2 separate regions of the Mus musculus genome follow, and region 2 is linked to region 1. A link is a contact called in public HiChIP or PLAC-seq data. All regions are on one chromosome and are shown on one strand. Each heading gives the region's core, a stretch centred on a gene start, on an enhancer-like site or on the middle of the called end of the contact. The rest is flanking DNA. Distances are from core to core; before and after follow the strand shown.

Evidence for each region. HiChIP or PLAC-seq counts read pairs in DNA pulled down with a chosen protein or histone mark.
Region 2: a contact with region 1 is called in an H3K27ac HiChIP or PLAC-seq map of microglia, with 6 times the contacts expected there. The contact joins two enhancer-like sites. A contact is called at or near these places in 1 of 484 Hi-C or Micro-C datasets (pre-megakaryocyte-erythroid progenitors) and 1 of 115 datasets of contacts at active chromatin or transcription factors (microglia).

Annotation. Positions count from the first base shown.
Region 1 is chr3:9,645,578-9,651,359 of GRCm38.p6, reverse strand. Gm33169 (a long non-coding RNA gene) reads left to right here. Exons shown (of 6, transcript XR_878676.2): 5 at 1,802-1,916; 6 at 3,207-3,748. Among named protein-coding and RNA genes, the nearest start is that of Gm33169, 15 kb to the left of the region's middle. Within about 2 kb of position 3,674, at least 54 of the 459 cell types and tissues checked have an H3K27ac peak or open chromatin away from gene starts, as enhancers often do. A contact at or near this core is called in microglia, where this site is marked.
Region 2 is chr3:9,893,750-9,899,531 of GRCm38.p6, reverse strand. It overlaps the pseudogene Gm6236. Among named protein-coding and RNA genes, the nearest start is that of Gm33273, 11 kb to the right of the region's middle. Within about 2 kb of position 3,606, at least 36 of the 459 cell types and tissues checked have an H3K27ac peak or open chromatin away from gene starts, as enhancers often do. A contact at or near this core is called in microglia, where this site is marked.

The DNA.
Region 1 (5,782 bases), core at 2,425-4,924:
AAGGTGGTGAGGATGTAACTGAACGAGGGGACAAAGTTCCAGCTCCATCAAGCAGCAAAACTAGGCATTAGAGTCAAGGATAGAAGAGGTTACGGAATCTCCCCCTGGGACTAAGGAAAAGTTGCTGAGGCCAAGTGTATGGCACAGGCATTCCTGCATGGAAGCCTAGAGAGGCCACCGTGTGAAGCTGTGACGGTGAAACCTGTATCTTCTTGGAAATCCCAAGATGTTGGAAATGCCAGAACCATGGGATACCTGCCAAGGAGAGCTGCTAACAAGGGAGTGGAACCAGCCCAAGAGCAAAAGGTATTTGTTGCAGTCAACAGAGCTGGAAAGAATTGGAGATCTGAAGACCATTTTGACATCAAACACAGAGATGCAGATTTTAGAGTTTGCTCAGCTGGGTTTCTGTCTTGCTTTGGTCCTCACTACGGTTGCTTGCCTATGTTTTGGAAACAGTAATGTATATCCTCTGCCATTATATGTTGGAAGTATGTGGTATGCATTTATTTTTAATTTTGATTTTACAGGGGATTACAGTCACAAGATCTCAGAAGAGACCTTGAACTTTCAAATAGGGTTAAGACTGTGATTGCCTCTGGGGGCTTCTGAGGGCGACTGAGGGCAGCTTTGCATTATTTTATGACTAGAAGCCTATGGGGGCCAGAGAGATGTAGAACTCTCAGCTCCTTCTCCAGCACCGTGGCTGCCTGTGTGCAGCCCTGACTCTGTCCATAATGATGATAGACTAAACCTCTGAACTATAAACCAGCCCCAATTAAATGATTTCATTTGTAAGACGTGCCGTGGTCATGATGGCTCTTCATAGCAATGGAACATTGACTAAGACAGGAGGGAAGGAAGAGGACAAAGGAAAGATGGAAGAAGGGTCAGAAGGAAGGTCAGGCTGAAGGAAATAATAAAACATTGAAATAAAAATTTCAGTTTAAAATTAAATTTAAAGTTGCATTAAAATTGAGCATCCTCTTACATCTTCTTCCCCATGAAGTTACAGTTTCTAACATAAGTAGCTTATAGAGAGAAACTCCCCCTTTAAGTCTCCTACACAAAATAGAATGTAACTTGTTTGTTTGGGCTTTTGGTTGTTTTTGGTTGTTACAGGGTCTCAAGTAGCTCACCCTAGCCCAGAACTCACAAGATAGCAGAGAGCAAACACTTGATCCCCCCACACCTGAGTGCAGGGCTTACAGACACCTTCAGGGAAGCCTTGGCCTTCTCTAGGTGAAGCAGAGAGGAAGCAAAGTGTTTCCTGTCACATTTTAATACTGCTGTGTCACAGAGCTGCAGCCTCACTGTCCATCCTGACAACAGAAACCATGTGGGCAGTGAGAACACTCACATCACTGCAGCCCTTGTCCAGTGGAAGAAGAGAACAGGAGGTTCCAGGGTCTCCCACTGGGATGGCAAAAGTCCCTTGTCTTCTTAAGACACTTACTTCTAACATTAATAGTCTTAATCATATTCTGATGGTGGTTTTATTTTTCAGTGACTGATACCCTTAAAGAAAAGAATTCTACTCCACAAGTGTCATCTCCCTGTGTAAAAATACAGGGCTGTGCATACACTATAAGCAAAACACAGGGACTTCCAAATGCAAATGAATGTGACTAGTTCTTGAGAAAATAAATTGAAAGCATACATACTATTCTGTAGACATATACAAACCCATGAATTCATATAAATGTCTTTATTCATTCATACACACAGAAAGAGTGCAAGTTACTCTTCCTGATGATGAACAGTTATGAACTGTTTAAAATGCTCATTGCTTTTTACCAAGGTCAGCGGGGGACATCTGTGTTACAAAGGGAAGTGGGACGCCTTTCCGAGGACCACCCTAGAGCTGGATCCAGAGAGGTGAAGAGTCCAGAGTGAGGGAGATGAACTGCACACAGGTAACCATGCTCTGAGTTCAGGGGGATGGGGCGGGTGCTGGCACAGTTTGAAGAAGGCCCTTTCTTTGACAGAAAGGTGAAAAGGGAGAGGAACAGAGAGGTTGGGATGGATGCTGGAGGGCTCCTCAGCAGAAGTCAGAAGGAAGGGAGGAGAGTTACAGGACCATAACCCTGTAGTTGAAGGGCCACTGGAAATGAGTGCGTTGTGAAACTCGGGAGCAGCCAGGCCTCCCTGGGGTAGCCCTTGCCTATGATCCCAGCAGAGGTAGGAGGTTCAGAGGTTCAAGGTCACCCTCAACTATTCAGTAACTTCAAGGTTGGCCTGGGCTACAAGGACAGTATGTGCCTTTAATCCCAGCACTAGGGAGGCAGAGGCAGGCAGATTTCTGAGTTCGAGACCAGCCTGGTCTACAGAGTTAGTTCCAGGACAGCCAGGGCTATACAGAGAAACTCTGTCTCAAAAAACCAAAATAAATAAATAAATAAATAAATAAATAAATAAATAGGACAGTATGTAAACAAGCAAACCACTAATAAGTAAATAACTTTAAAAACAGCTCTGGGACTGAGCTCAGCGGTTAAGAGCACTGACTGCTCTTCCAGAGGTGCTGAGTTCAATTCCCAGCAACCACATGGTGGCTCACAATCATGTGTAATGGGATCTGACACCTTTATCTGGTGTGTCTGAAAACAGTTACAGTGTACTCATATACGTTAAAAAAATTTTTAATCTTAAAAAAAAAAAAAAGCAAACAACTCTGCAACAATCTGGGGACAGCAGCGGACTAGAGGGGCCGTAGAAAGCTGAGTGAGGATTAGAGCCATGTAAGATGTGAGAAGGAATAGAAGCGGCTCTCAGGAGGAGCCTGAGGACTGGGTGGGGGAGGGGAGCGTTCCCGGAGCTGCTGAGAGCAAGGGCCCCTAAGCACAGGCACACCCTGTTTGGTGACAGAGTTCCTTTGGTGACAAGCTTCTGGGGCATCCTGGTTTGTGCGTCCAGAAGCTTCATCAGGTGCAAGAACCTTTTTGGGAGAAAATGTATAAAATACGTTATTTAGGAAGAGCATCTTTAGAGTAAAAGAAATGGCAGCAAATTAAGGGTAACAAAAAGCTGAAAAACAGCACCTCTAGAAATGGTAATTTTCTTATAATTGTCAGTCAGCACGTAGCATTATTTATCTACATTTTCTCCATATCTTTTCTTTTTTAAAAATGAAAGTTATAGAATATAAAATTTACCATTTCAAAGTGTGCAGTCTAGTGTTTTTTTTTTTTTTCCTGTCTCCTCAGAAGGAAAACCCACATCCATTCCACAGTTACCCTGTTCCCCCACAAGCACCTCCTCACCGCCCATCCACTCCTGTCCGTGCGGGAGGGCTGAGCGGTCCCTCCTCTGGCGCGTGTGCACAGTGGTCCTTGTGAGTTTTCATGGTACTGTCTCTCCTTCTCTGGATGGACAGTCTCCATCACCCTACCTTCAAATCACCAATTATTCTACTTGATCAGATCTACTATTGAGTGTTTTCAGTGAGCTGTGAATTTCCGATATTATGCATATTAGCTCCGGAATGCTATTGGACTTAAAAACAAAAAAAACAATCTCTGTCTCATTATCAGTGCTCTGCACTTGAAAAGTCTGATGCCTTTCAACTTTCTAATGAAGAAACTGAATATTTTATTAGTTATTTTCCTGTAAAACTGTTGCTTAACCAGTAAAACAGAGCCAGCAGATATAGCACACTGCACAATTAAGATAACATTGTTCATGTGTCCCTATTCAACTAAAACACTTTCCTCCACACCCAGTAGCTCCAGCAGGATGGTCATTAAATATCTTGACCTAGATCCAGAAATAAAGGAAAGCAAGTTACAATATTATGTAAAGCTTCTAACAACGTTATCTGAGAAATACGTCATTTCTTAAAAACAGTTTTATCACAGATAATCCCATGAACTATGAATACAGGAGCCTAGAGCCAAGTCTAAAATAAAAGTGAGCCGAGCGGGCTGGAGAAATGACTCAGAGGCTAATGACACCTTCACCCTCTGTAACTTGTAACTTGTAGTGGTTTGAGTGAGCAATGGCTCCATGGGCGCAGGTACTTGAATGCTTGGTCCCTACGTGGTGCTGCTGTTTGGGGAGGTGGTCCAGCCTTGCTGGGGGAAGTATGCCTCTGGGGTAAGTTCTGAAGGGCTCACAAGCTTGTCCACTTCCTGTTCTCTCTGCTTGCTGTTGTGGTTTAAGATCTGGCCACTCAGCTGGCTGCTCCTATGGCCGGCTGCCATACCTTCCCTTTACTCTGGACTCTCCCTCTGGGAGCATAAACTCCTCCCTGTGCTCTCTTCATTATCAGATATTATCACAGCAAAGGAAAGTAACTAATATTCTGCTTTTAAGGAGGACACAAGTTCTTTTCCCAGCACCACGCTGCTATATTTACCACTGCCTGGAACTCCAGTTCCAAGGACGCATGCGCATGTGCACACAGACAACACACAAAGATAAACCTAATACAGGAACAAACTCTTAAATCTGGAGTGTTTTCTCTCATAGCAGTATGCAGTGTGAAGAAAGTTCCTTTGCCTAATGTTCTTATTTTCCGTCTTCTACCCCCACCAGTTGTAGGGCAGATTTGCTGGCACCGGCAGCTTTCAGTCCTCTGCAGGTTGTCTGTATTTCTCACGTACCTCTCCACTCCTTAGCTAAACCACTTCTTTTGTTTGTTTGTTTTTGTTTTTCGAGACAGGCTGTCCTGGAACTCACTCTCGAATTCAGAAATCCACCTGCCTCTGCCTGCCAAGTGCTGGGATTAAAGGCGTGCGCCACCACTGCCTGGCAGCCAAACCACTTCTAAAGGGTGCTTCATCATCAAGCCCCTCCAAACGAGCTCTGCTGCAAGCCCTGGATGTTTGGCACGTGTCTCCTGCATGCCCATTTCTCCAGAAAGAGAGCAGAGCTCAGTGGCAGCTTCCACTTCCCAAAGTCCCAAGTTTGTCTTGCTTTTCCAGGTTCTGAGCCAACTTCAGACAGACCACAGTCATTGTCTCTTAAAGTCTGCTATGCAAAGTGGGTCATTTACACTTTCTTTGTTATTGTTTTTCCAGGCAGGGTTTCTCTGTGTAGCCCTAGCTGTCCTTGAACTCACTTTGTAGACCAGGCTAGCCTCAAACTCACAGAGACACCGCTGCCTCTTCTTCCCTGGTACTGGGAGTAAAGGCATGGGCCACTGTCACCTGGCTCATTCCCAGATTTTAATATCATTTCCTGTGGAGATGAACCAGGGCACTCCCCCATATGTGCATGTGGTGGACCAAGTGCATGCTTGGTCCAAGGAGTGGTACTCTTAGGAGGTGTGGCCTTGTTGGAATAGCTGTAGCCTTGTTGAAGGAAGTGTGTCTTTGTGGATGTGGGCTTGAGACTCTCCTCCTAGCAGCTTGGAAAACAGTCTCTTCCTGACTGGCTTTGAATCAAGATGTAGAACCTCCAGCTTCTTCTTCAGCACTGTGTCTATGTGGATGCTGCCATGCCATGATGACAATGGACTGAACTTCTGAACTTGTAAGCCAGCCCCACGTAAATGTCCCTTATAAGAGTTGCCTTGGTCATGGTGTCTCTTCTCAGCAATGGAAACCCTAACTAAGACTGTGCGCCAACAAATGGTCAGCATCCTAAAGTCCAACCTTTTGATCAACTACCCAACACCTTGTGGGCTTTTCTAGTCAATCGTGGGGAGATGGGAAAAAATAAAGTAAAAGGAAGATCCATTCTACAAAGAGTTGGGAGGTAAAAAAACAAAACAAAACAAAACAAAAAACCACTCCTTACTTCATGAATATGTATGTAATATAGCTCATGCATAGTCATG
Region 2 (5,782 bases), core at 2,357-4,856, 250 kb before region 1:
AAACAATTCTAAAACAATTTGACCAACTCGCTCCTGGCCAATGTCCACATCAAAGAAGACCATCAGGTTCTTGTGTTTGAAGGGCTTGGCTGCTGGGGATGGGGAAACATCTTCTCGCAGGCGCTGGGACACAGGGTGGGGGAATCCCGTGTGTGGGGGAGAGGAGCTTGGCAGGGTTCCTATGTGTCAGGTCATCTGCTTTACTGTAGACCCGTTTCTGGATTTTCTGCTTAATCCTACTGAGCCATCCTTCTATAAATAGCATTCCCACTTCTATAGATAGTATTTTTTGTTATTGGAAATTTCAAGTTGGTTGAAATAGAAAAGCAAGTGCTCCCATGAGCCTTCACAGTGAGCCTTCACGGTGCTCCCATGAGTCTTCACAGTACTCCCATGAGCCTTCACGGTGTTTCCATGAGCCTTCAGAGTGTTCCAATGAGCCTTCACAGTTTTTCTTGACTATTCTTATTCTTTGCTTTTTCCACTTGAACTTTAACATTGGCATATGATGTTAAGTCACATTTTAATTTTTTCCTCATACATAAACTGATATCACTATCTTTTGCATTTCTCAGAAGCAGTTAATATATATTTTTTATCTATTTCCCTTTTTTATCATCTAGGTCAAGCTGGCTTCTTTAGGGTCTTACCCACAAGATCACTCAGTTCTCTTATTTTGCCTGATTTATAGTTTTGTCATTCAACCAGACCTGCGTTGATATGAAATTTAAACTTTGATAAACACAGTGTGTTTTGAGGTCAAGAGCTGCAGTGATCCTTCACATCGATAAATGATCCTGACTGAACTTAGACCACGAGCCTAGACCACATCTTCAAAAAAAATAGTATTCTATCCTGAATTTAGGCATATGAGGCAGTGGTATGATTATAGTATGAAAATTTTAAGCTTATCCCCAACTAGTTTACAAGTAAATGAGACTCAGACTATGTTTATTTTATTTGGCTTTTACAATTACTGGGGGTCACCCTTAATCTACTCTTCTAACTGCAGGCCTGGCTACCTCCCCAGTGGTGTACTCCAGACACTAGCTGTTTCTCCTGGCCATGTGCTCATGGTTCCTCTCCCCTCATGGTAGATTCCTCCTACTCCTCCTTTTTCCTCTTTTCTCCCAGTCTTTCCCCCTCCAACCAGGTCACTCCTAACCCATCTACCTCTAATCCCTCCAGTAATTGGCTGTAGCCAATTTTATTTAACCAATAATTAAAAATCAAGGAACAAGGTTTGCACAACAAAAGCTTGCAAACCTGAGAAGTCACTCCTGGGCTTAGACCTTCTGGGTATAGAATTTAGCATTACACAGCAATAGACCAACACCTCAACTTATAATCGCTGTTCATATTTGCTTTCTTCAACATTAAAAACAAATTCAGAGGGGCTTTTTATTGTCAAGCTATACTAAGTCACCTTGGGTGAATATCTGCAAACTCTTAAATTATTCTGATGTATGTCTTTCCTCAATGAAACATCTAGCTGAAACCCACTTGTGCTTCATGTGGTAACAAGCACTTCAAACTACCATGGCTCAAACTAAGACAGACAGGGAATTGATGCTAGCATGCGTACATAGATACATCACAATAGCAAGAAAGCAAACAAATAGACAGACAGAAAGAATGGACGTTTAGTACAGGATGAGAAAAACCAATAGCTGACAGACTAGATAGAAACTTTATGTACAACATAAAGTCATGAGGACACATTCCTAACACAAAGGAAGAGCTATGAGGAAATGTGAGGTGAGCAGCTACTAAGATGAGAACTGTGGGTTTCAGCTAGATGTTTCATTGCAGGAAAGAAGACAGACCTCAGAATAATTTAAGAGCTTTCAATAAAAGGTTTTCCCTTTTATTGAAAATAAATTTTTTTCTCATACAATATACCCTGATTATAATATCCCCTCCCTCCTCTCCTCCCAGTTCCTTTCCACTTCTTCTCCCTTCTGGATCCACTCCCCTTTTTGTCTTTCATTAGGAAGAGACAGACTTCTAAGAGATAACAACAAAACGTAACAAAATGAAATGTAAGATAAATTTAAACATCCCATTGAAATTGAACAAGGAAAAGCCAACATCAGGAACAAGAGAAGGAACAAAAATCAGAGACGCCCTTGTGCACACACTCAGGAGTCCCATACAACTACTAAACTGAAAGCTATAATATATACACAGGAGACCCAGTTCAGACCCGCGGTGCAGAACCGCGTAGGCCCCGCACTGGCTGCTTCAGTTTCTGTGAGCTCATGTTTGCTTTGCTCAGTTGATTTAGAGAGCCTTGTTCTCCTGATCACCGTCGTTTCTGCTTCCTCTTCTGTGGAGTTCCCTGAGTCCTGAGGGAGGGATTTGATAGGGACATCCTATTTAAGGCTGAGTCTTCCAAGGCCTCACTCTCTGCATAACGCATGGCTGTGGTCTCTGTATTTGTTCCCATCTGCTGCAGAAGGAAGCTACTCTGACAAACATATCTGACAATGACACAGTTATGAGTTATTTTAACACTCTTTTAAAGACCAGTAGTGTTTTGTAAGCAGTGGATTCCAACCAGGCTGCAAGGCATCCTCTCAGCAGTGCTGACACTCGCCTCTGTCTTCTCCCCTCCCCTGCCCACTCTCCTAGCCTCTAGTGGACACCATCCTGCTCCGTTCTATAATAGAAAGTCTTTAAGGCTTGAAAAGTCCATGTGGACAAACTCAGAAGAGACTATGAGGAAGCAAACATGACCTCAGATTGTGGTCAGGTTGAGAAGATAACATGTTAATTGGTTTAACAAAAATAATTGAATTCTACTATGAAGGCATGCATTTAAGACAATAGGCAAGCACTTCTCAAAGCCTTCTACCCAAGACTAAGACTTGCTTCTCTCCAGAATGCCATCTACCGCTCAAGTGATGGGGAGATGACTTAGCCAGAAAAATACTTGCAGTGCAGGGTGAAGATCTGAGTTCCCCAACACTCACTCACCCCCACTCCTGAGTGAGGGAGTGTACGACTATAGTCACAGTGCTAGAGAGGCGAAGGAAGACAGCAGGCTCCCAGCTCTAAGAACAGCTGACCTAGGCAAACAACCAGCTGCTGTCTCAGTATGGGATCCCTGTCTCAGAAAGCCATGAAGAGAGCAACCTTCAGCACACACACGTGTGTATTCCCACTCACATGTACACACAGGCACGCCCACATGAAGATACAAACAACACATATAACACACACACACATACAATGTCAATTTTAAAAGAGAATTCTCTAACATTCTGCTATTTTCATGCTTAAGAAAATGTTATTATCGCCTATCTATTGAGTCTTCACGGCAAAAGCCAGCCCTTGTCTGTGATTAGTCACCCTCTTCATGTGTGCCTTCCCTTTTCAAAATAAGAGAATTTTCCAAAGTTGTACTTAAACTCCATAATCCATGAATTCTCTATTGCACTTAGGTTGAAAGTGTATAGAATCAGAGGGCAAGGCTGTATGATGTCTGCCACTTTCTGGACAGTGGCACAAAGGAAATGTCTGAGACGATTTCCGCCCAAAAGGCGGAAACTTCTCTGGTGGAGGGCGTACAGGAGACAGCCACCAGTGCATGCCCACACGCTGTGGCCTCAGAGTGCAATGGCAGATCTGAGAAGAGGAAATGCATAAACCCAATCCTCGATGCCCCCCAGAGGGCCGGTGAAGAACTTTGGACCCCACTTCCCCAGAGACTCTTAGCTGCTCTCCTGTGTTCTGTACAATTTATCCATTTTGAAAACTGCGCTAAACAACAAGCAATAATCACACCTACTCGGTGTTCTTTTCTGCCTTTGATTCAGTTTTCTCTCTCACTCTCTGTACCAGATTACCCAATAGAGCTAATCTGCTCTACTTAAAACAAAATACTATCCAGTACAACAGCTTGTATCCTCTACCATACCCTACAAGGCTACTCCTACTATCTGTCCCAAACAGTTCAACTAACCACACGCTAAATATTCAAATATGGAGGGCATTCTTATCCAACTGCCACAGGAGGTGGCTGGAGTTAGACGAGGTTAAACAAGTGGGGTTCTAGCACTTTACATTCATCTACTTCTTTTTCCTTATAGAAAGACAGCTAGGACATTCTCCCCACCTCTCTCTTTCTCCACTGTATATTTGCACCACAGAGAAGCCACCTGAACACGAAGTGATATGGTGGCTGCCCATAAACTAAAGAATGGGCCATCTGCATGGAACTCCCCTAGTTGTACAAGCTCCGTGAGTCTGTACAAGCCACGCAGCCCGTGGTAAAACGGCAGCCCCAGCAGACATCTCTCACCGACCTCTTTGCCTTGCTCTCTCTGTTCTCAGGATAATGGTGAGAAAGGTGCTGTTAAAAATGTAAATTACACGATATCATTTCCTCCTCTAAAATCCTAAGAACTTCATATCTTCCAAGAATTAAAATAAGGACCTTAAATGGTCCATATGCCTTGGACCCTGTGACATTGAAATCATCTTTGATACCTTTTACCGCCCTTTCCCACCACAGTGGCTCACTCTTCCTATTCTGTTCTCAAGATGTTTGGACACTCTGGCCCATTACTGGAATCCGCTTCCCTTCCCACCCTTGACCCGTGAAGATCTGTGCTCAGATGTCCACCGCGGCCCCAGCTAGCGCCAATGCCCTGTCCTCTACATACCACTTCCTGGCTCTTTCCTTTGGTTCGCCTTTCTCCTTGGTCACAACTAAGCTTTAAAACTCCTCACGTTAAATTTTTCCCTCAATTGAGAGCGCTTCGTTAGGCTAAAATTTGAATTCCATAAATTCCAATCGATCATTTCTAAAGGGACTTACATGACATGAAAGTTTGTTCCTTATTTATCTTGTCCTTTCTGTGCCACAACAACACCTGCTGCATGAGGACCAGAGTTCCTTTCCTGTGCTGTCTACGGCTGCTTCCCCTTCATTGCCCCCCCCCCAAATCCTTCACATGCTTCCTATTCATTCCGCATAAAGCGGTAACAACATGTGTGTAGTACCAGGAAGCATTCATGAACCCCACAAGACCAGTGAGCAGGCAATCCTACGCAATTCACAAGCTCGAGCTCGGGCTTAACTCACCGCTGACCTACAGGATGGTTTCAGTGGAGGAAAGCCCGAACTCTCATCCGGACAAGGTTTTATAGGAAATGACAAATGAGAGGTGAGTGTTTCTAGCCTGGCAAGCATCTAACTGGGGGACTACTGTGGCCTTTAGCATAATTGGCTGGTGCTGGGAGTCAAACCACAAACTTAACTTCTGTTTTCCTCCTAATTGGTGGTTGTTAGGCAGGGGCCGGCTTGCACCCTGGAGGTGCAGATTTGTTGGGCAGTAACCTGAAAACTGGTGTTAGACACAGGTCTTGTTGGGGGTAGCCTGGAAACTGGTGCTAGGTACAGGCCTGTTAGTTAACTTGAGTTCAACCTTAGGCAGGTTGTCTAAGATGGAGTCTGAACCCAAAGAAGTTGGTCTCTCAGTGTATGCTGAGGAGTCCGTATTACATTTGAAGACCAACCATCCTTGTCTTGTCTTTTATTTTATTTTATTTTATTTTATTTTATTTTATTTCAGTAGTCAATATTGCTGCCTTACTCCCCCTGGAATAATATCCATATAATGAGAATTCATGATTCAAAGTAGAGTCTTGCATGTGTTAAATAAATCAATGACTTAATAAATACACGTACGTTAAATTTAGTGTCTGAAATACTACCAACATGTTAATGCATATCATATACAATAATTGTATGCAATGTTTAATAGAATGTTAA